7 separate regions of the Mus musculus genome follow, and all the other regions are linked to region 7. The links are chromatin contacts, called in public ChIA-PET, HiChIP or PLAC-seq and promoter capture Hi-C maps. All regions are on one chromosome and are shown on one strand. The core of a region is the stretch at or near the end of the contact, and the rest is flanking DNA. Distances in the headings are between cores, read along the strand shown. Region 1 holds the start of Aurkaip1 (aurora kinase A interacting protein 1). Region 2 holds the start of Tmem52 (transmembrane protein 52). Region 3 holds the start of Ccnl2 (cyclin L2). Region 4 holds the start of Cptp (ceramide-1-phosphate transfer protein). Region 5 holds the start of Tmem88b (transmembrane protein 88B). Region 6 holds the start of Cfap74 (cilia and flagella associated protein 74). Region 7 holds the start of Cdk11b (cyclin-dependent kinase 11B).

The links. ChIA-PET counts read pairs in DNA pulled down with a chosen protein or histone mark. HiChIP or PLAC-seq counts read pairs in DNA pulled down with a chosen protein or histone mark. Capture Hi-C pulls out chosen DNA fragments and counts their contacts.
Region 1: an RNA polymerase II ChIA-PET map of memory CD8 T cells shows a contact between it and region 7, with 207 read pairs. The contact joins the promoter of Aurkaip1 here to the promoter of Cdk11b in region 7. A contact is called at or near these places in 2 of 39 promoter capture datasets (the SN4741 cell line and erythroid cells), 6 of 484 Hi-C or Micro-C datasets (cortical neurons, embryonic stem cells, epiblasts and 1 more), 3 of 115 datasets of contacts at active chromatin or transcription factors (the SCID.adh cell line, bone marrow-derived macrophages and memory CD8 T cells) and 2 of 9 other capture datasets (adipose tissue and pancreatic islet).
Region 2: a contact with region 7 is called in an H3K4me3 HiChIP or PLAC-seq map of embryonic stem cells, with 2.6 times the contacts expected there. The contact joins the promoter of Tmem52 here to the promoter of Cdk11b in region 7. A contact is called at or near these places in 9 of 39 promoter capture datasets (the 3T3-L1 cell line, 3T3-L1-derived adipocytes, the C10 cell line and 6 more), 2 of 484 Hi-C or Micro-C datasets (bone marrow-derived macrophages and nephron progenitors), 4 of 115 datasets of contacts at active chromatin or transcription factors (bone marrow-derived macrophages and embryonic stem cells) and 2 of 9 other capture datasets (adipose tissue and liver).
Region 3: an RNA polymerase II ChIA-PET map of effector CD8 T cells shows a contact between it and region 7, with 104 read pairs. The contact joins the promoter of Ccnl2 here to the promoter of Cdk11b in region 7. A contact is called at or near these places in 2 of 39 promoter capture datasets (the C10 cell line and hippocampal neurons), 13 of 484 Hi-C or Micro-C datasets (CD8 T cells, cortical neurons, embryonic stem cells and 2 more), 8 of 115 datasets of contacts at active chromatin or transcription factors (the SCID.adh cell line, bone marrow-derived macrophages, effector CD8 T cells and 4 more) and 3 of 9 other capture datasets (adipose tissue, liver and pancreatic islet).
Region 4: a promoter capture Hi-C map of pancreatic islet shows a contact between it and region 7. The contact joins the promoter of Cptp here to the promoter of Cdk11b in region 7. A contact is called at or near these places in 3 of 39 promoter capture datasets (fetal liver, liver and pre-B cells), 2 of 115 datasets of contacts at active chromatin or transcription factors (effector CD8 T cells and pancreatic cancer cells) and 1 of 9 other capture datasets (pancreatic islet).
Region 5: a contact with region 7 is called in a promoter capture Hi-C map of liver. The contact joins the promoter of Tmem88b here to the promoter of Cdk11b in region 7. A contact is called at or near these places in 3 of 39 promoter capture datasets (the 3T3-L1 cell line, liver and neutrophils), 9 of 484 Hi-C or Micro-C datasets (CD8 T cells, the G1E-ER4 cell line, the HL-1 cell line and 4 more), 8 of 115 datasets of contacts at active chromatin or transcription factors (effector CD8 T cells, embryonic stem cells, memory CD8 T cells and 2 more) and 3 of 9 other capture datasets (adipose tissue, liver and pancreatic islet).
Region 6: a contact with region 7 is called in a promoter capture Hi-C map of adipose tissue. The contact joins the promoter of Cfap74 here to the promoter of Cdk11b in region 7. A contact is called at or near these places in 4 of 39 promoter capture datasets (the C10 cell line and embryonic stem cells), 3 of 484 Hi-C or Micro-C datasets (all in embryonic stem cells), 2 of 115 datasets of contacts at active chromatin or transcription factors (memory CD8 T cells and microglia) and 1 of 9 other capture datasets (adipose tissue).

Annotation. Positions count from the first base shown.
Region 1 is chr4:155,829,921-155,832,934 of GRCm38.p6, reverse strand. Aurkaip1 (aurora kinase A interacting protein 1) reads right to left here and starts at 1,666. Exons shown (of 4, transcript NM_025338.4): 1 at 1,200-1,666; 2 at 865-952; 3 at 138-583; 4 at 1-44. The coding sequence starts at 919.
Region 2 is chr4:155,467,696-155,470,407 of GRCm38.p6, reverse strand. It overlaps Tmem52 (transmembrane protein 52), which reads right to left and starts at 1,294. Exons shown (of 5, transcript NM_001253856.1): 1 at 1,198-1,294; 2 at 1,062-1,105; 3 at 905-946; 4 at 241-419; 5 at 1-137. The coding sequence starts at 1,263.
Region 3 is chr4:155,810,986-155,813,890 of GRCm38.p6, reverse strand. It overlaps Ccnl2 (cyclin L2), which reads right to left and starts at 1,402. Exons shown (of 11, transcript NM_207678.1): 1 at 1,082-1,402; 2 at 649-723; 3 at 323-432. The coding sequence starts at 1,363.
Region 4 is chr4:155,867,981-155,870,732 of GRCm38.p6, reverse strand. It overlaps Cptp (ceramide-1-phosphate transfer protein), which reads left to right and starts at 1,293. Exons shown (of 3, transcript NM_024472.4): 1 at 1,293-1,566. It overlaps Ints11 (integrator complex subunit 11), which reads right to left and starts at 1,166. Exons shown (of 17, transcript NM_028020.3): 1 at 1,013-1,166. The coding sequence starts at 1,040.
Region 5 is chr4:155,784,466-155,787,208 of GRCm38.p6, reverse strand. It overlaps Tmem88b (transmembrane protein 88B), which reads left to right and starts at 1,335. Exons shown (of 2, transcript NM_001033394.3): 1 at 1,335-1,870; 2 at 2,684-2,743. The coding sequence starts at 1,607.
Region 6 is chr4:155,407,813-155,410,512 of GRCm38.p6, reverse strand. It overlaps Cfap74 (cilia and flagella associated protein 74), which reads right to left and starts at 1,273. Exons shown (of 39, transcript NM_001368738.1): 1 at 943-1,273. All of the region lies in intron 2 of 5830444B04Rik (RIKEN cDNA 5830444B04 gene), which reads left to right.
Region 7 is chr4:155,623,417-155,626,238 of GRCm38.p6, reverse strand. Cdk11b (cyclin-dependent kinase 11B) reads right to left here and starts at 1,385. Exons shown (of 20, transcript NM_007661.4): 1 at 1,298-1,385; 2 at 585-708. The coding sequence starts at 695. Gm16023 (predicted gene 16023) reads left to right here and starts at 1,484. Exons shown (of 3, transcript NR_040441.1): 1 at 1,484-1,880.

The sequences.
Region 1 (3,014 bases), core at 417-2,916, 210 kb before region 7:
CCTGCCTTAAGCCAGATGCGCTTCAAGTCTTTCTCAAATTTGATCTGCAAGGGCAGAGGAGACAACCAACTTATTATAACGAGCAAAGCCTCTTTTAACCACTGTCAGTCTAGGTCCAAGGGAGTGCCCATATTCACCTGCTTCTTCTTCAAACGTCCTTCCCGGACCTTGCGACGTAGAAACCGGGTCCTTTTGACCAGTTTACGGTACTTGTGGTGGTTCATCTTTCGCCTTCGGATCTTCAGCACGTTTTTGCACTGCACTGGAGTGGCATCCCAGGCTTCCCTGACTCCCTGCTGGGCTTCCTCCTCCCCCTGCCTAGGTGGACATTCGTAGAACTGGGAGGGAGCCAGAGTCACTGGGACCTCGACATTCCGTCTGGGCAATAAGTATTGAGCAGTCAGCCAGCTCTCTAGAGGACTGATGGCCATCTTCCTGGGGACCAGGAACTCCTCAAGCTCTGACTGGGTCCTCTTACCAGGGAGGGAGGCAGCCCGACTTGGGCTTGCAGGCTGCAAACTGTAAAGGGGTCGAAAAGCATAGCTGCCAATCACCCCGGAGCCAGGGCAGGAACGACTGAAACCTGGGGAAACAACACAGTTGCTACTAGTGCCATCACAGCAGATCAGAACACCACTACTACCCAGGCTAGGGCAACATGTAGACCCAAATGGTAAGGCCTGCCCCTTATCCTTCCGTCTGGAGTTGTGATGTGCTCCTACATACTACATGCAAGCTCGCAGGAAAAGGTTTGTGCCCAGGCTCTTATTCCCAGTAGCGACAGGAGACTACTGAAGGCGAGCTGGGCCGCGATGATTCCCATCCCCAAGTCAGGTGTGGATTCCGCGTCCAGGGGCGTCTTACCTGCCCAGGGAACAACAGTCCTGGCCAGCCGTGAAGTCAGGCGCGCCAGGAACATGGTGAGCAGTTGGTCCGGCGGCAGCGCTCAAAGCTAGAACACAGGAACCAGCTGAGGTCACGCAGCGGCGACGGGCAGTGCTCTCGGCCGCAGGCCTCGCATATCCCATCACCCTGGGTCCCCCTGACCCGCGATAAGGAGACATCTTCAAAAGTCGCTCTGAGCGCAAATCCTGTCCCTACTTCTCTCCACCAGCGTGGTCGCTGTAAGCCGCCCACCCACGGTTCCCGCTCAGGCAGCGAAACCCACAGCGCAGGACGATATCGACGCTCGCACGCACCAAACAGACGCAGGCCAAGCGAGCTCCGCCGCCGCTCATCATCTGAGCCCCGCAACAGGCCCACCGAATCCCGGAAGTTAGGACCGATCAGGTCGCCTCTGACCTCGACCACTTCCGGTCCCTGGTCCTACGCAGCGCCCTCTGGTGCCCGGCTCTGCGCTAACTCGATCCTTGCGTGCCCGAAGGCGATCGCTTCCGGTTGGAGGGGACGCTTCCCCTGCCGCTGTTGTCCAGCAGCAACAACGTTCCGGGTAAAAAGTGCCCACACCCGACACCCACCACAATCCCGGAGAGTGCTCTCTGCGTGCACGCGGACTTTACAGTATATATATATATATTTTTTTCCTTTCGTCTCTCCCAAGCCGGTTAGCCTCCGGGTACCGCCATGGACCGTAGGACTGCGGAAGTGACAAGTGGCGCTCCTCCTGTTAGGGCGGCAGGTCGTTTAATAGTCCTGTGGGATAGGCTGGCTGCAGAATGGGGCGCTCTGCTTCTTGAGGCCTCAGAAACTCCGCCCTGTTCCTGCTCCGCGGTCCTACCCTGCCGCTAATCTCAAGTGAAAAAAGTCCTAATTTCTTTAGTGTGCCCTGAGGAAAAAAAAATTTTTTTTAAAGATTTATTTATTTTTTATTATATATAAGTACACTGTAGCTGTCTTCAGACACTCCAGAAGAGGGAGTCAGATCTCATTACGGATGGTTGTGAGCCACCATGTGGTTGCTGGGATTTGAACTTCGGACCTTCGGAAGAGCAGTCGGGTGCTCTTACCCACTGAGCCATCTCACCAGCCCCCTGAGGAAAAATTTAAATATCCTCACACACACGTTAATTTTTATCCCAAAACTTAAAAGCAGCTTCTTCAGAATACGGCTGCTGCTTTCCTTGGCAAGAGCCTAGCAATCCACTGCACCTCAGTGTGGACCAGAAAGTCCTGCTGGCTCCGATGGACAGGGGTGCAAGACTAGGGTTCTCCTTCATTTGAGAAACTACGTATGCCTCGCATGAGGGATTTCTGTGGATTCTTAACACAAAGTGGCCAAATATCTCATTCTCAGGCATTAACCTAGCTAAAGTTACATAAACCAATAAGAGGGCAGAAATTGCAGGCTGTCGTCCCAGCTGTGTAACTGAGGTCACAAAGTGATGTTGCGTGTACCCTACCTTCGAGAGGGGATGCTGGAGATATTTGTCTTTTCTAATGATGTTTCGAGAGGGGAGGCACAATGTGCACCTGCATATGCCACAGCACACATGGAGTCATTTCTCTTCTTCCACATTTAAGGAAGTGAATTCCAGGGATCTCATTCAAGTTGTCGGGTTTATGTGGCAAGCACTTAACCACTGCGCTAGCCCAAACAGGAAGGTTTATGCATTTTAGTCTGTCTTTAGTTCAGACTCTCACCCTGGGTTTAGCCACAAAAGGCAAATGGAGTCTCTAGATTCCAGCCCTCACCTTGGTGCTCCCAGTCCTCAACATGGCCAGCTTTTATTTGATGTGTTTCTCCTTGGATTGCATAACTAAAGGTTCAAGGAGATGAATAAAAGTAAATAAATCCATCAGAGAAATGGTCATGTTCACAACAACCCGTATCGGGACAGGTCTTTGTAGAGTCAGGGACAATAAGAGAAAGGGCAAGTGGAAACAAGTTTTGGAAAGAGACCAAGCAAAGCATCCTCCTTACACAATCCCGGGAACTAGCAAGTTTCTAGTCTTCCAGGAGGTGAGTAAAGCCAACCTTGTTAAGATCCCTATACTTTCCTGGGTGGTGGTGGCCCACGCCTTTAATCCCAGCACTTGGGAAACAGAGTCAGATG
Region 2 (2,712 bases), core at 45-2,544, 160 kb after region 7:
CTTCACAACTTCATCGTAGGAGGGTGGCAGCTCAGACGCATAGAGGCTGTAGGTGGGAGGGACCATGGAGTCAGGGTCTGGCTCTCCAAAGTACAGGGGCAGCCGCATGCCCAGTGGGTACTGCACGGAACTGTAGGCTGCAGGGAACAAGAGTGGGTTTATCAAGATGGCTTGGCATTCACCCCACGGTGTCCTCAGCCCCCAAGCCCCCATGCAGGCTAGTGGGTTCCAGACACTCACAGGTCACAGTGCTGTGTGCGGGGCTATCACTGTCCACTGGGATGACTGTCCCGTCACAGGGCTGCCACGCCGCTGGCGTGTGTGACTGGGTGTGCGTCTGCTTCCTGAGGCAGCAGAATCGTACACAGCTGGCTGTGACCCCACACAAAAGCATCAGGAGTATGGCGAGCAGGATGAGCCTGGTAAGGAAGAGCAAGGATCTACCGCGGGACTGGCCTCCTGTTACTGGGCACCTGCACTCGGGGGCCAGTCATGCCTAACTACCCAAAACAGGATAACCGGCAGGTGAAAAGAAAGTAAGAGAAGTCTTTCCATGCCAGACACTTCCTCAGCTGGATTCAGGCCCGAGGAGCCGCCTGCACTGGTCTCTTCCAGCTGGGGCCAGTCCTAGCTTGGCTCTCCAGTGCTGGCCAGGGATGGCCTTGGGTTCACTCCCAGGACACACTGTCCCCAGGCAACTGCACAGTCCTTGTGCCTTCTGCTGAGGATAATCGGGTCTGGTTTCCAAGGCTGCCTAGGGCTCAAGGGCTCTTCAGACAGCGTCGAGGGAGTTGGGGGCAGCAGATGCAGCAGGTGAGGCAGAAGGGATTGTGGAGGTCCTAGCCATGGTCTAACTTCAGAGGAACTGTTGGACCAGAGGGTTGGCATGGTGGATTCCACTTACCCCACATGCCATAGGCTGCTCCAGCGGGCCTGGGGCGGGCACCTGCGGGGACAGCGGCACCTGAAGCAGGTGAGGTATCTGCTAGCTCACTCCACCGCTCCAGCCTTTCCCAGCACGGTCCAAGTTCTGCCTCTCCCCTTGGCCCCCAGCTACTTACTGATCCGAGGGGTCACAGTTGCGGTCCGCGGAACCCAGCGTCACCTGTAGGGACAAGGGTGAGCCTGAGCAGGGCGGGACCGAACTCAGGGCCGCCCCTCTTGCCTTAAACCCGCTGCGAATGAGGCCCAACCCACCTGGGACAGAGGCAGGAGAGGCAGCAGCAGCAGGATCCCCTGTGTGGCTGACGGCCCCGGGGCCATGTTCCTTAGACAGAGCGAAACTCAGTCCAACACCGGCTCAGCTTTATGAGGCCCCGCCCCTGGGCCTTGTCAGCTGAAGGTCCAGGGTCACGCCCACCTTGGTATGCGTCCCTCCTTGCTCTCCGTTTTTTGTTGCTCTTTTTTTTTCTAGTAGAAGTTTGAGAGCACTTGCACGCGCGCTCACACACACACACACACACACACACACACACACACACACCTTTCCCTCTGTGTCATCAAGGATCAAGATCTTTCAGTGGGAGCCCTAAGAGGGAATAGAGCAGTATTCTCTCTGGGCATGGGACATGGGTCTGTCCGTCATATATCTGACTGATGCCTCAGCCAGCCACCTGTATCTCCTATTTTCCCCATCCCCATCCCCAAACCAGGTCTCCTGAAACTTGTGGTCAGGACTGCACTGGGTTGTGGCCTCTCGGGAAAAGTAGAATCCACCCTCACACTTCACAATTGGCTAGGTTAAAAAGGGGTGGGGATCTACACCATTAATATGCTGGGCCTTCCATTTATTTATTTATTTATTACATGTAAGTACACTGTAGCTGCCTTCTGACACTCCAGGAGAGGGAGGGCATCAGATATCATTATGATGGTTGTGAGCCACAGTGTGGTTGCAGGGATTTGAACTCAGGACCTCTGGAAGAACAGTCAGTGCTCTTACCCACTGAGCCATCTCTCCAGCCCGTGCTGGGCCTTCTAGGTCATCATTCAAGGACCTTTGCTATGGATCCTCTGTAGGGATACCTCCGGGGAATGGCCCATTTGGCCCCTGGCTCTGGACTACTAAACCACTGCAGACAGACCACTTTCCAAAAAAAAACATTTGGCTTTAAAGATCGCATTCGTTGACCACTCCTTGCTCAACCTGGAATGCCTGCTTCTTCTCCGGAAGTGGCTGCTGCTTCTCGGGGGAATCTCCTTAATAGTCCTCCCTCCAGGCTAAGAGCTGGGCCGGCTGCTCTGCCCCCCACTACTAGGGGCTATTAGAACACTAGTGATCAAATTGCAGCAGGTGGTCAGCACAACCAGGCTGGCTAAGGGAGGATAGGAGGTGTACCAGCCCTCTGTCCTGCCTTCATTTCTTCACTGTGCACATACCTGCATGTATCTTTGGCTTTTCCCTCAGTGGGTAGGAGTTCTACAGCTGTCCTATGCACTTGAGACCTGTGCCTTGCCTCTCAAAGACCCTCTCTGCCAGGTCAATGAGCTTAGTTCCCATGCTGTTTCTGTCCTTTGCTGTGTCGTGGCTGTGCTTGGTACCGTAGGGCCAGCAATAGGAAGAGTAGATGTCAAAAGTGCAGTGCGAGGCTGGGACCCAAGTCTGGAGTCCAGAAAAGGGAAGGATCTGCTCTTGCAGAGGACCTGGGTTATATTGGTCTGGGATCAGAAGGAAGTGGCCTGCCTAGGGTAGTGCCTTCTCTAGATTTGTCC
Region 3 (2,905 bases), core at 153-2,652, 190 kb before region 7:
AATATTGATCGACATATTACAATGACACTAGAACAAAGAATGGCCAGTTCAGACACTAACAGCGCTGAGGGTGAGAACCAGGGACCTGGTGCTCAGAGGTTCTCAGCAGAACCATGGAACAAACAGGACAATAGGGTGGTGAGCTGATGTGGTCATACAGGAATTGTTTCAGCAGGGCTAGGACAGCCAGCTATCCTGGTTATTGTACCCCCCTACCAACTGCCCCAAGACAGCATCTAGGGCACATGCGAACAATCTACTGTAAATTCACAGGTTGGTATTAACAATGACAGACATTAGGACAGCTCTGCAAAGGACTCACTTTTTCTCTCTCAGATGCCGAAGGCGATGGAATACATTGATGACATCCCTGATTCGTCTCGGAGCCTCTTCTATTTTGGAAGCCAGGTGAACACAAGCCATGGACACATGCTGAAATGTACATTGTGACACGGGTGTTTTTCCCCCCAACTTGAGAACCTTCCAAGGCATTAAAACTATTAGAAACAACCAGAAGATACAGAGACAGACAGGCCTCTAGGGAAAGAGCTGTGTAGACTTTGCAGGACAGAATTCAGCTAAGCACTGGGCAGAACAGGCCAGGTTTCATCCCAATTCATTTCTCCGAGAAAACAGAAAGAAGCCTACCTCCATGGAATGTTTCACGAAGGACTTAGTGTAAAAGAACCGCTGGAACAGCACCTGCCCTGTAGCCATGGCCACCTAGGGACAGAGAGGGTTCCATCACGTTTGAATGCAGGACTCACGCTTGTCCCGGCTACAATGTCTTGTGTGATTTCCCCCCAGGACAAATAGCCACGACAGTTTCCATTTCCCCCAAAGGGTTTGGGTCTCGCGAGGCTTTCTTGGGGGTAAAAGGGCTTCGGCTCCGGCGGAGGGGGAAGGGGAAGGGGAAGGGATGGCGGGTGCGGGTTATTTCAAGGCTGCGGAGCGCACAGGCTCGGACCTCGTCGCCTGGGTCCGGTGAGCTCCGGGCCGGGGGCCGGGACGACAACAAAGGCCCGGCCCTCGGCCCTCGGCCGGCGAACGGCCCCTGCAGAGCTCGCGGCCCGGCCCTTACCTGCGGCAGGCGGAGCAGGATGCCGGCTGCCTGGATGAGCTCGCAGCCCACGACGCGGAGTCCCGTCTCCGTATCGACGTCGAGGCCGCTCGACATGGACGGCGTGAAGCGGAGCTTGTCGTCGGGCAGCAGGCAGTTTTCCAAGGTGATGAGCACGCCCGAGTAGAGCCTGTCGCCGATCAGCACCCCCTGAGACCCCGGGGCCGCTCCCGCCGAGCCGGAAGAGCAGGCCGCCGACGCCGGAGCCATCAACCCCGCAGCCCCGGCCGCCGCCGCCGCCATTTTGTGCCGCCGACTCTTCTCGGGCCCTTCCCGTCAGGGCGGCTGCTCGAGACGATCGTGGCCGCCCCGCCCCGCCCCCTCCCATTGGCTGAACGTCACCGCTGTCTCGACGCCGTTGGCCGTACGACCAGTCCGTCAGTGTCGCGTCAGGCACCGACGCCGGAAGCACCCACGGGTGGGGCTGCTCGTTACCCACTTGGCTCCGCGGCCTGGCCCGAACCGGAACTCCTGCCTGGCAAAAGGGGTTCTAGAAGGGCGCCTTTCTTTGGGGGTTGGGACAGAACAACTTTTCTCCCACAGTCCCACGTGCACGACGTTACACCGCGACTTAGTTCGGAGTCTTTAGTTCTCAGCCCTCCCTTCCGTCCTCGGGCTCTGGAACAGCTGTGGGGTGGATCTGCCAGCATTAAAAGGGCAGATGTGCCTTTAATCCCAGCACTTAGGCAGGCGGATCTGTGTGGGTTCAAGGTCAGCCTTCTCTCTACAGCTAGAGTTCCAGGACAGCCATGGCTGAGAAACTTTGTCGCAAAAATAAATAAAATACTAAACAAAAAAGTGCAGATGAAGGGTCTGGAGAGATGGCTCAGCAGTTCAGAGAACTGACTGCTCTTGCAGAGGTCCTGAGTTCCAGCTACGACATCATGGCTTGCAGCCATCTATCTGTGATTGAATCTGATATCCTCTTCTCTCATTCAGGCACAAATGCAAACAGAGCACTCATATACACAATCTTTTCTTAAAGGGGACCCCCAATAATCTACTGCAGCAAATACAGGCCAAAAAAATGGCTTGGGGACCTTGAAGATCAAGGTGAAACGGCTTGTAGTAGACCCTACAGACAATATTAATATTCCTGACTCCAGTCCTGGCCTGCTTAGTTTCACCCAAAACAGTGCTGCTGCCACTACACAATAGATGTTTCCTGTCACTGCTCAGTTATCTCAAGCTTTTGATAAGATTTCAGCCAGGTTCGGTGAAACGGAAAATTGGGAGGACATGGGAGTTTAAGGAGATCCCTGTATAACTCTGATTCAGGTATGGTGAACAGCCAACAAGGTTGCCAAAAGTCAGTATTCCATAGTCCAGCTGTAGTGGGGTGATTGGATTCCACTCCTAAGCAGACCCCACAAAGATCTCATCAGTCCTCTCACTGTAATGGCCACGCTGCTACTGTCTGTCCGTCTGTCCCACCCCTAGGCTGCAGCTCTAAAGTAGGCACAATTGTCATTGCCTGGTCTGCCCATTCCCTAAGCTGAAACTGAACCAAGAATTAGAAAAGACTGTTGGCTCTAGTCACTCAACCCAGACTCTGGTTCTAGAGATGACTATTACATCCATCAGGAAGAGAAACCTATATTGGAGAGGGATGCTTGGTTACAACTCAACAGTGATTTGCAGTATCTTGTCTTTTTTGTGTGAAGTAGAAAACAAAGCTCAGTGATGGGGCCACATGGATGTGTATCTTCTCCAATATCAATAGCAAGTGGCTAATGAGTAATATATGTGCAACATTCTGGCAAAGTGTTAAGCATATTGTATGCA
Region 4 (2,752 bases), core at 44-2,543, 240 kb before region 7:
TACAGAGTGAGTTCCAGGACAGCTAGGGCTACACAGAGAAACCCTGTCTCGAAAAACCAACCAACCAAACAAGACAAAAAAACAAAAACAAAAAAACAGTATGAGAAGTTGCGTCTGCTAAGGCCCTGTGATGCAGTGAGTTGAGAAGACTCGAAGTTTTAGCCAAGATGACCTAGAGACCGGGACCATGAATAGGAAAGTGCTCCCCACACCCTGCACACATGCAGGAAGTAAAACCCAGGGACATTTGGGAGGTTCTGAAACCCCAGGTTTTTTTCTTTGTTTGTTTGGTTTTTCGAGACAGGGTTTCTCTGTGTAGCCCTGACTGTCCTGGAACTCACTCTGTAGACCAGGCTGGCCTCGAACTCAGAAATCCGCCTGCCTCTGCCTCCCAAGTGCTGGGATTAAAGGCGTGCACCACCACCGCCCAGCGAAACCCCAGATTTCAAACGGTTGTTTTCTCTTTCACAGCCATCCTATGCTATTGGTGATCTTAGAGGTCTAGATCTATGTTTTCTACGATGAACAAATATACTTTTAACAATTCGGGATAGACCAGACACAAAGACTGGTTACTGATCTGAAGGATAGCAAGCAACCTGAACATGAAGAAGCGCTTGGGGGTGGTGGTGGTGGTGGTAGTGGTGGTGAGCAGAAGTAAGAGGGGCTTTGAAACAACCGTCCAAATGCAGGAGCGGAAAGTCGCCAGGACGATTTCTGTGCTGGATTCAACACCACCGACAGGCGAGGCTCATTTCACCTCACGACCATCGTAAGCAGCCCAGGTACAGAAGCTGGCCCTCCGTGACTCATATCGAGCTCTAGGACCAGGAATCAAACCCACATCTCGTCGACCCCCCGTGCCAGACAGAGAAAAGGGAGGCACTGGCTCTGAAACTGTCTACTCCGGCTTCCGCTCCCTGGGACGAGCAGATGATCAAACGGCTACGGAGATGAAGGGACCCATCCGACTCTCCGGACGCCGCGGAAGATGCTTAGGACTCGGACTCACCCAAGGGAGTGACCCTAATCTCGGGCATGGTCAGGGAGGTCGCCTCGAACCACGGCTCCACGGCTCGCGTGCACCGCCCGCAGGAGAGCCGCAGGCAGACCCCGCGCGCGCTCACATCAGACGCCCGGCCGCGGCGAGTCCCTCCGCACTGCGCGCAGGCGCAACCGCCGAGACCGCCCCCTTCCTGCCCTCGCGCCGGAAACGCAGGCGGATATGTCGAGTTCTAATTGGATGATCAGCAACCAATTGGGATGGCTGGCGGGGCAGCGGAGGGCGGGGCAGAGGCTGGACTTTGGGTTGCAGCTCCAGGTTTCTGCTCAACCGCAGGCTCCGAGCTTGAGGGGAAAGCATGGGGACGGGGACCCTTACCTGACGTGAACCAGGCGGCAGAGCCACGTCTCTGTACACCACCGGGGCGGACTGGCAAAGAATCGTCTCCCACAGCAGCCTAATTGTAGCTTTGATCAACCCTCCCCATCGCTGGCCTCTGCTGCACCCTTTGCCCTCCGCGGGAGTAGAGACCACCACTCCCCCACCATCGGAACCCATCTCAGGTGAGATTTGTAGACTTCTCTGCACCACCCTGGCTTGCTGCTACGCCTAGGTGTATGCTGGGTGCCAGCTTGTGGGCCTTTGCCCGGCTGTCCATCCTGTTTAGCTTGATCATCAGAGGGAGCTGGATCACCTTCCGGGAGCTGGCGAGCTGCTCTCCCTTCCTGTTCTTTCCGGGTTTACCGCGGACAGTTCTAAGAGGCTACTTGGCTCAGGCTCTGGGCAGGAAGGCCTGGCCGCAGGATTGTTAGGTGGCCAAAAAAGAACTGGGGTGAGGGGGGCGGCATAGAGACTATTGACCCACGGGACAGCAAACAGGCCGAGGGTGTATCGCAAGATTCTGGGCGTCGCCAACTTTGAGGCCCAGGCGGGGCTGTCCCTGACACCTAAACACAAGGTGAGCCCATCTCCTAAGTCTGGAACTTGCGACAGGCATCCAGTCCAACCCATGAGGCCCTGTCACCATTTACATGGACCGGGGAGACATGTAGACCACACTCCCAGAGCTGAAGGACTGAGACCTAGGACTGTGTGAAGGAAAGAAAAAACTTGCACACAGATACGTTGCACACTGGATAGGGGTGGGTTTTTGAAGGCCTGATGGTACAGAGGTTAAGGCAGGAATCCACAAGAATCTCCAGGACTGGTGGTAAGTGTTGGACATAAGTGTAATGCAGCCACATCCCACAGAGTTGGTCCTGGACATCAAGGCAAGGCTGTTAAGATAGCAGGAAAGGTAGGGACTGGGTGCTTAGAGTGACCCATCCAACATGTGAACACAAAAGGAGCCTAGTGGCACAAACTTGTAGTTCTAGCTACTCGGGAAGCAGAAAGATTGAAAGTAAAAGGCCTAGTTTGACATGGTGGCACACACCTTTAACCCCAGCACTTTAATCCCAGACAGGCAGATCTGAGTTCAAGATCAGCCTGATTTACAGAGTAAGCTCCAGGACAGCCAGGGTTACACAGAGAAATCTTGTCTTGAAAAAACAAATTAAAAAAGAAAGTTAAAGGCCTGCCTAGGCTATTACCTGTCCAGCATACAAGAGGCCCTTAGGTTCAGTTCCCACAACTGTAAATAAATAAATAAGCAAGTAAGTGTGGAGACTTAAGTTTGTGGAGTGACTGTAAAAATGCTTACAGAATACAGAGCCCAGCCTTACCTTAAGGCCTTTATCCTAGACCAAT
Region 5 (2,743 bases), core at 86-2,585, 160 kb before region 7:
TGAGAATATTCGTTCCTTTAAAAAACAGAAATATAGGCCGGGCAGTGGTGGCACATGCCTTTAATCCCAGCACTTGGGAGGCAGAGGCAGGTGGATTTCTGAGTTTGAGGCCAGCCTGGTCTACAAAGTGAGTTCCAGGACAGACAGGGCTATATAGAGAAACCCTGTTTCAAAAAAACAAAACAAAACAAAACAAAACAAAAACAAAAATAAATGTCAGAGCCTAGAGAAATGGCTCAGCAGTTAGGAACACTTGTTACTCTTACAGAAGACCATGGCTAGATTCTCAGCACCTACAAGGTGACTCACAACCTGTACTGACAATTTTGGAGTTTTGGTTTCCTTGAAAAACACAGAAATATTATAAGGTAGTGTTTTCATTTTGATTCTAGGCATAGGGATATGGAGCTGCTTTGGACTGTGCACAGGAGATGGCTATCATTTGTCTTGTTCTCTAACAGGTGTGATTTTGCCAGGTGCGGATAATTTCTGTGATTGTGTGATGTTTGTAATTCTGGGGACTTTTCACAGAGTATAGAAATGTTAGGGCCTTGAGAGGTGCGGTGGGTTGTTGGCTGGTTGCTGGTGGTTGTGGTTTGTTATGGGAGTTCTCTGACAACCAGAGCTGGGGCTTACCTGACTCTGTTCCCTGCCTGTAGATCCTGTTCCCCTAACTGGGCTGCCTTGTCTAGCCATAGTGGAAGAGGATATGTGTGTGTGTGTGTGTGTGTGTGTGTGTGTGTGTGTGTGTGTGTGTGTAAATTACAAGAATGTGTGCTTAGTAAGGAGATAATTTACAACACTTAAAATTTTTTGGATGTATTTATTTTACTTTATGGGTATGAACATTTTGCCCAAATGTATGTATGTATGTATGTATGTATGTATGTATGTGCACTACAAGCATCCCTAGTGCCTATGAAGACCAGAAGAGGGCTGGAGTTTTCAGTGGACTATATGCTCCCATCATCTGAAAGGCTTGTTGTATACTTCCATGATTGATTGGATTTAGTACAGAGCAACTGCAACTGCTGTTAATTAGGTATCCACTCTGTGCCGGGTACTACCTTAAGCACTACTAACTGTACAACCCTGTCATGCTGTGAATCACTCCACAACATGAAGTCACCTGGTGTCAGATAAGGGGAAGTGCAGGGGCTAGTACTGGGAAATGAGTTAATAGTTCGTCCCTAAATGGCAGCTATTGATAGAGCTTCTGTCATCGCCAAGATCTGTGAAATGAAGCCATTGTTTGGGAGAACTGGGAGATGGGCTGAGAGAAAGGAGGGCCCCAGTGCTCAGATGGGAAGAGCTCTGTAAGACCTGAGCCGAGCACATAGGCGCTGCCTGCCTTTGCCTGGTAAAGAGGCCCAACAAGGTAGCAGGGGAAACTGTGGCAGAGGTGTAGCCCTGGAGACTGATATTCAGTGCTAGATTAAACTGGATGAGAGTCTACTCTCTGATGGCGAGGATCTAGATGTGAACTGAATCTGGGGAGGGTAAAAGGCTCTCTAGTCTGGGCCTAGGGTGGTTGGAGGAGGGGGATTAGGCCTGCTGCCTACCACTGTGATCTTGGGGGAACATCCTTCAAGCCCCGCGGCACGACATGAGTGAGCAGGAAAGGGAGACAGAAGAGGATGAAGGCGTTGCCTCAGACACAGCACCCATGCTACCCCGAAGAAGGCCTACTGATTACCACATCTCAGTCCTGGCTCCTATCCTGGCCACCCGAGGCCTCGGGACCCTGGTGCTGTCTGGCCGGGCTCTAGTTGGGTTCCTGCTTCATCTGCTGCTACCTGGAACAGTCTTCCTGCTGGTGTTGCTACCAGCAGCTGCCGTTGTCTACCTGGGATTCCTGTGTCACTCAAGGGTGAGCAGTAGCCATTGGTTAGTCCCCGGGAAGTGGGGAAGTGAGAGTTCTGTGGAGGTTCAAGTCCTTGGGGTTGAAGGTGAATCTACCCCCTTCTAGCCTTGCCCCTTTGTAACCAGAGATATATGCATCCTCCTGTTATGCCAACATCCCTGCCAGCTGCAGTCAAAGAAAGTCTCTTTGTTACTCGGTGAACAGCTGTCTTGCTTCCCCCCCCCCGCCCCCCCCCCCCAGGCCTCTTAGCTTTGTACCAGGAGGTACTAGGGCCTGGTCAGTGAGGTTGATGTGGAGATAGGAAAAGAAATTGTCAGATTCACCCGTCCTCAGTGCTTCTCCACTCCTCATACTCCTCCCCCCCACCTCCTCCCCCCCACCTCCTCCCCCCCACAGCCCTTCCCTGAACCCTCTTGACCTTGGTTAGGCTTCCGCTCATCTAAGGCTTGACCTATACATAGACGACCCCTATATCCCCTTTCTGAAGCTGATAGAGAGAAACGATGCTAGCTGGGTGACAGTCCAGATGGAGCCATATCAGCTGTCAACAGGTAAGGGGCATGGAAGGAAGCTCATATGGGGACAGGAAAACTGGGTTGGGAGAGCCAGGGAGGTTCTCTGGCCTTTCCTTAAGGAATCCCCGAACACACACTCTTGGTTCTGTTCTCGCATTTCTGTCCAGGCTCCACCTCCAGGCAGGCCTCCCAGCCTTACGCTTTTCTTTCTGGACTCTGCCCTGAGCTCGGGGCCCAGGACCTCCCTCACCCCTGCGCTGCTCTGGGGCCTCCCCGCCTGACTGCACGCCTCCACTGTCCACAGGTTCATCCGGCTCCGGGTCCACGGTGCCGAGCGCTGCTCTCGGACCGCGGCTCCGCGGCG
Region 6 (2,700 bases), core at 24-2,523, 220 kb after region 7:
GAGAGGGCTGCAGAAACTCTCACTTGTCACAGGAGTTTTCCAGGGTTGCCATAACAAAGTGCTCCAACTTGAATTCTTTACACAACAGAAATGTATTCTGTCAGTCTTGAAGCTCGTCTTATTTATTTTAAAGACAAGAAGGGGAGGGCTTCAAGCTGGGTGTGGTGGCACAGGCCTTTTAGTCCCAGCACTCGGGAAGCAGACGTAGGTACATCTCTGAGTTTGAGGCCAGCCTGGTCTGCAGAGCAAGTTCCAGGACAACCAGGACCATACAGAAAAACCCTTTCTCAAAAACCAATCAAACCATTAACAAAAACTACTGTTCAGGAATAAATTTCTAATCTAAGATAAGCAAAGGTGTGCGGTTACACACGAGGAGAAGTGAGAATCACGGGTTTGTTCATAGTTAACCAGGAGAGGAGGGTACTATGTTATGGGTGAAGACAAGATTCTATTTATTGGCTTGGGTGGGCTTTTGATAAATTGTTTGATAATCAGTTCTTAAATTGTACACAAGAAGGTAGGCATCATTTGTTTGAAGACAATATTCATCAATGAATACCTGAGCAGTCTACTCATTACCTAGCTCACATTACTTACTAGTCCACTCATTACTTGGCCCACAGCACACCTTCATTCAGGGTGTATTTTGCTAAGCATTTTTACCCAGATAAGGGAGTCATTTTATGGAAAAATCAAGCTAAGGAGGCCTATCCACTTGCAATGAAGGGTTTTGTATTTAAAGCCAGGCTGGAACAGCGGGAGGTGACTCTTACTTTCAGCTCTCAGACTGATGCCTGGCTCTTCACCAGCAGGATTGATGCTGACGCTTCATAGGCTGTGGTAACCACGTGACTCACCGCCACGTGTCCACGCAGAAAAGTTACCCCTTGTTCAGCGCATCCTCAGTGCAGCCCCAAGGCTGAAGTCGCCAGTACCCACCTCTCTGGGCAGCCCAGTGATGTCCCTCAGCGATGAGACTTCAGCAAAGGTCCCCCAAGAGTGGGCTGCACTGTTGGCAAACCTCCTCAGGAACGGCTCCTCGGTGGTGGTCCCTCAGCAGCAACAACCTCTCAAGAATGGTCCCTGGCGACTGCCCCTTAGCAACAGCTCCTCACAAATGACCCCTAGAAAGTGGTCCAGTAACTAGGTCGCCTCCCAGAAACAGATCCTCGGCGACGGTTCCTCAGCACTGGCCCCCGCAGAATCAGTTCCTTAAGCCGCTAGACCATGGCCTCTTAACGGCCCGACTGCCCCCAGCCACCGTGGGTCTGAGGCTGCGTAGTTTGGGCGCGCAGCTCCATGGCAACGGAAGGCTGCTTTGGGGTAGCGGGCGGGGCTGAGGCTGCGGAGGGAGAGCTTGTGCGCAGGCGTAGTGCAACAGCGGGGGTAAAGTGGGACGAGCATCGCGGAGGGCAGAGTCAAAGCTGACTGTTGCCCAGACGATTCTCCTGGAGACTGGGGCAGGTGCTCGAGAACTTGTCTAAAGCCAGTTGAAACTTGGGTCAACTGCTTACTTAAAAGACCATTTACGCAGAAGTTAGGATCTCCTGCGTCTCTTGGATCTGAATTCTGGCTCTCCCAGGGCTTTGCAGCCTGTGTTGTGCCCTCTAGGTGGTGACATCTGACTCCTCTGGATAACTCACAGGACTCTTTGGATTGTTTTTGGTCGTTTAAGTTGGCGTGGTCACTAGTCCGGGCAGGAGGTGGGCTCAACAGTGGACAGGACATGTTCCCTTTCCTCAGAGTCGCAGGGATGACTGGCAACTCCTGTAGTTTTGTCTTGGAGATGGAGAACCTTCAGCGTTAAGAAGTCCTCAAAATAATACAGAGCCTGTGGAAATGTCAGTGGAGATTGGTGGGGGGTACCTCTGCACTCCCTTCAGATACTTTGCCTGTGAAATACCACTGCAATACTGTATAGGTGTGTGTGTGGCTGGGGATCGAACCCAGGTGTTCTATAAGTTTAGAGCTTTGTGTATGGAAGCCGGATGTCCTAGTAAAGCAATTTGGGAAAGATAGCCAGTTGGTTTGTAACCTTTAGCTGAGGGAGAATGTGAACTGGGCCTCCTACTCTGGGTTGACCCTGGTATATGGCTGAGCAGAGAGGGTTGTGAAGTAACCATATCCAATACTAATATTTGTGGTATGAAGTATAATCCCCACTATAGTAAAATAAGTGAATAAATTGGTCTTCTCTTTCACGTTGCCTCAAATATTTGTTTACAGGGACAAAACTCTGACTAACACATGTAATTTTCTCTGGGGTATACTATACTCCTCTGTTAGGCTGGCCAAGCCTGTCAGGTATACATTAGGTTTGCCTCCCTTCCACTTTTTTTGTTTTGTTTTGTTTTTTGAGACAGGGTTTCTCTGTGCAGCCCTGGCTGTCCTGGAACTCACTCTGTAGACCAGGCTGGCCTCGAACTCAGAAATCCACCTGCCTCTGCCTCCCAAGTGCTGGGATTAAAGGCGTATGCTACCATGCCCGGCTCCCTTCCACTTTTATCTCAATATGCCAGTTGGGAATCAAGAACCAAAGGATTTCTCAGTTCAATTCTTCTTCTTCTTCTTCTTCTTCTTCTTCTTCTTCTTCTTCTTCTTCTTCTTCTTCTTCTTCTTCTTCTTCTTCTTCTTCTCCTCCTCCTCCTCCTCCTCCTCCTCCTCCTCCTCCTTCTTTCCTCCTCCTTTTCTTCTTCT
Region 7 (2,822 bases), core at 136-2,635:
ACCTGAGAACAGAAAATTTAAAACATTGTACATGATAAGGGTCATAAGACTATATGAACGTTAGTTTTTCTGAGCCAAAACTAAGACTTTAGTTGGATTTTTACACACGAAATACATCATACATATATTGACAATAAGAAGCACTTATATCAATGTTTCTTATCCAGTCACCTAAGGACTCTAAATATATCATCATCCAAAGCAAGGTAATTACAAAGCACTCATTTTAATTGCAAGGAAAGTTCCCACTTTATTAAAAATGCTTGGTAAATGGTATTATGAATATACTAATAATGAAATGAGAAAAATTAGTCTGGTGGCAGTAATGATTCTAGGTTCAGAATATTTTATTTTGTAACGAGATATTCTCATTTCGATACAGCTTCAGTGTGTTATTAATCTATCTTCAACGTCAACTGAGTATATGAATGTTTTTGTTAATTTTAGAATAGATTTTGGGCTCACCTGTGACATTTGGAAGTACAAAAGAACTTCACCGAAGAAGCGTTGTTCTAATGGAAAAATGAGGGCAAAGAAATTAAATCTTCTTTAAGAAAACCACTTACTTAAAAAACATAGCTTACATTTTTTAAGCGTTTTATCTCTGCTTTCTCCTCTTGTTCTTTCCTTCGTTTCTTTTCCTGGAGAATTTCATCTAACGTTTTCACTTTCCAAGAGTCCTTTTCATCACCCATTTGAGTTAAAACACTGCAAAAAGAAAAACAATTCAAGCAACCTCGGGACACAGAAAGCTACGGTCGGTCTGTCGGTCTGTCTTTTCCGAACACTTAAGTCTAATCGTTAGTGTTTCAGAGTAAGTCCCGGTAGGTCGGAAGGATTCTGCCTGAATACACTGTCGTTTCTGTCATTCCTGTAAGGTTTTGGGTAACTTAGTTTACCTCAGTGTTTTCCGTAAAACGCAACCATCATCATCCACGTAACGGTACTGTTCTAGGATGAAAGACCATCCAGGTCATTTCAGTGCCTCGCACTCAACACACTCTGCCTTAGGTGTCAAAAGGTTGTATGAGAAAGCTCCAGGACGCGGGGAGGCCTGGGTGACAGGTAAGATCAAGGTGCACTGTCAAGCGCGGGACTCCGGGGCGGGGTCCCACTTCTGAGGGTTCAGTCACGCAAACCTGAGGCAAGGGCCGGCTCCGGGGGCCGCCAGGCCTGCCGCCTCCACCGCCCTCAGCTCCGTGTGGAGCGAGACTGCTCCGCGGCAGCAGCGTGTCGCCAGCCGCGATTCTTCAGGGGCGCCGTAAACCCTGCTCCGAACCCCCGCGCCGCTACTCACCCCTGCGCCGCTACAGCCGCCGCAGCCGGTCCTGGAGTCTGGGAAGGAACAGCGCCCGGCGCGCGCCAGGATTGTCGTCACTTCCTCCGCGGAAGCGTGATGATGACGTACGACGACGACGACGAACCGCGTGTGCGCTCGACTTTTTTTGGCCGCCCCACAGTACCTTGCGCGCACCGGAAGTGTCCTTACATCGTGAGTTGGCTCCTGCCAACGACGCGAGGCTGGGCGGATAAAAGCGAAGTAGCGTCTGGTAACGTCCTGGGGTGTCTCCGAGAGATGACGTTTCGAGACGATGCGCTCGGCCGTCTGCGGAAACCGGAAACCGTGCCTCCCGCTGCACCTTCGCTCTGCCAGGCAGGGCTACCTCCAGGCACTCGGTAGCGTAGTCTGCAGGCCGAGCAGCATTTGCACTCGTGACAAGCTGCTTGTGCCACTCAACCTTCCGCAGCCAGACATTTGTTTCTACCCATCAGACTAATTGCTCTGACGTATAGACGCCTCCAAAGTGGCGTCGTGCCATCCAATGGAAAAACAAGTTGTCTTTCTGACCTACCCAGGACCCAGGAAGCTGAATTCACAGGTAGGCTAGTTAACATCCTATGATGAGGAAGTCCCCTGCACAAGAAAACATTGAAACGAATCCAGTTTCCTCAGCCAACCTCCTTAAAACAACCTCTTCTGCTTGGCCTACGATAGTGGTTGAGTCTTTATGTTATTGTTTTGCTTTGAAATAGAGTTTAGTACGTAGACCTAGCCTCTATTTCTGGCCTGTATCTCTGTATTCTTTTTGTTTTCTTTTCATTCTAAATGCTGAAGTGTCTAGACACTTCTCAAACGTGTACTTAAACCACCTGAAGGTCTTAAAGGTTTTTACGATTCCACTAAAAACCTATTAACCTATCAGGGCTTATGGAAGAGAGAGCAGAAAGGAAAATTCCAGCTGCTTGTTTTTGTCAGGTTATCCTGTGGGTATTGGGGAAAAAAACAAACAAACAAAAAGCAATGCCATGCATCAGTGGAGCACACCTTTAATGCCAGCACTAGGGAGACAGAAGCAGGCGGACCTCTTGTGAGTTTGAGGCCAGCCTGGTCTACAGAGCTAGTTCTAGGACAGCCAAGGCTACAAAAGCAGCTCTGTATCGTGAAACAAAAAATAGCAATATGATTAAATTTCTTGAGTTAGGGTCAGAAACAAACAAAATGAAAAGGAAACCACTGTTAGTTATGACTGTGAAATGGTAAGATGTGAAAGAATATAACAACTAGTGTATGAAAAAAATGAGGGATATTGGAGTGAAACACTTTGTGATCCCAGCTCTTACTTTGCCTCCAGAGTTATCAGTGACTTGGAAACTAAGTCTGATTTCAGTAGCATACATAACAGAGTTATACAAGCCAGGTGGTGGTGGCTCACATCTTCGATCTTATCACTTTGTAGACAGAGGTACCGTTTAAAGGTGGCCTGGTCCACAGGGTTACACAGAAAAACCTTGTATCAAAAAAAAGGAAACCAAACGAACAA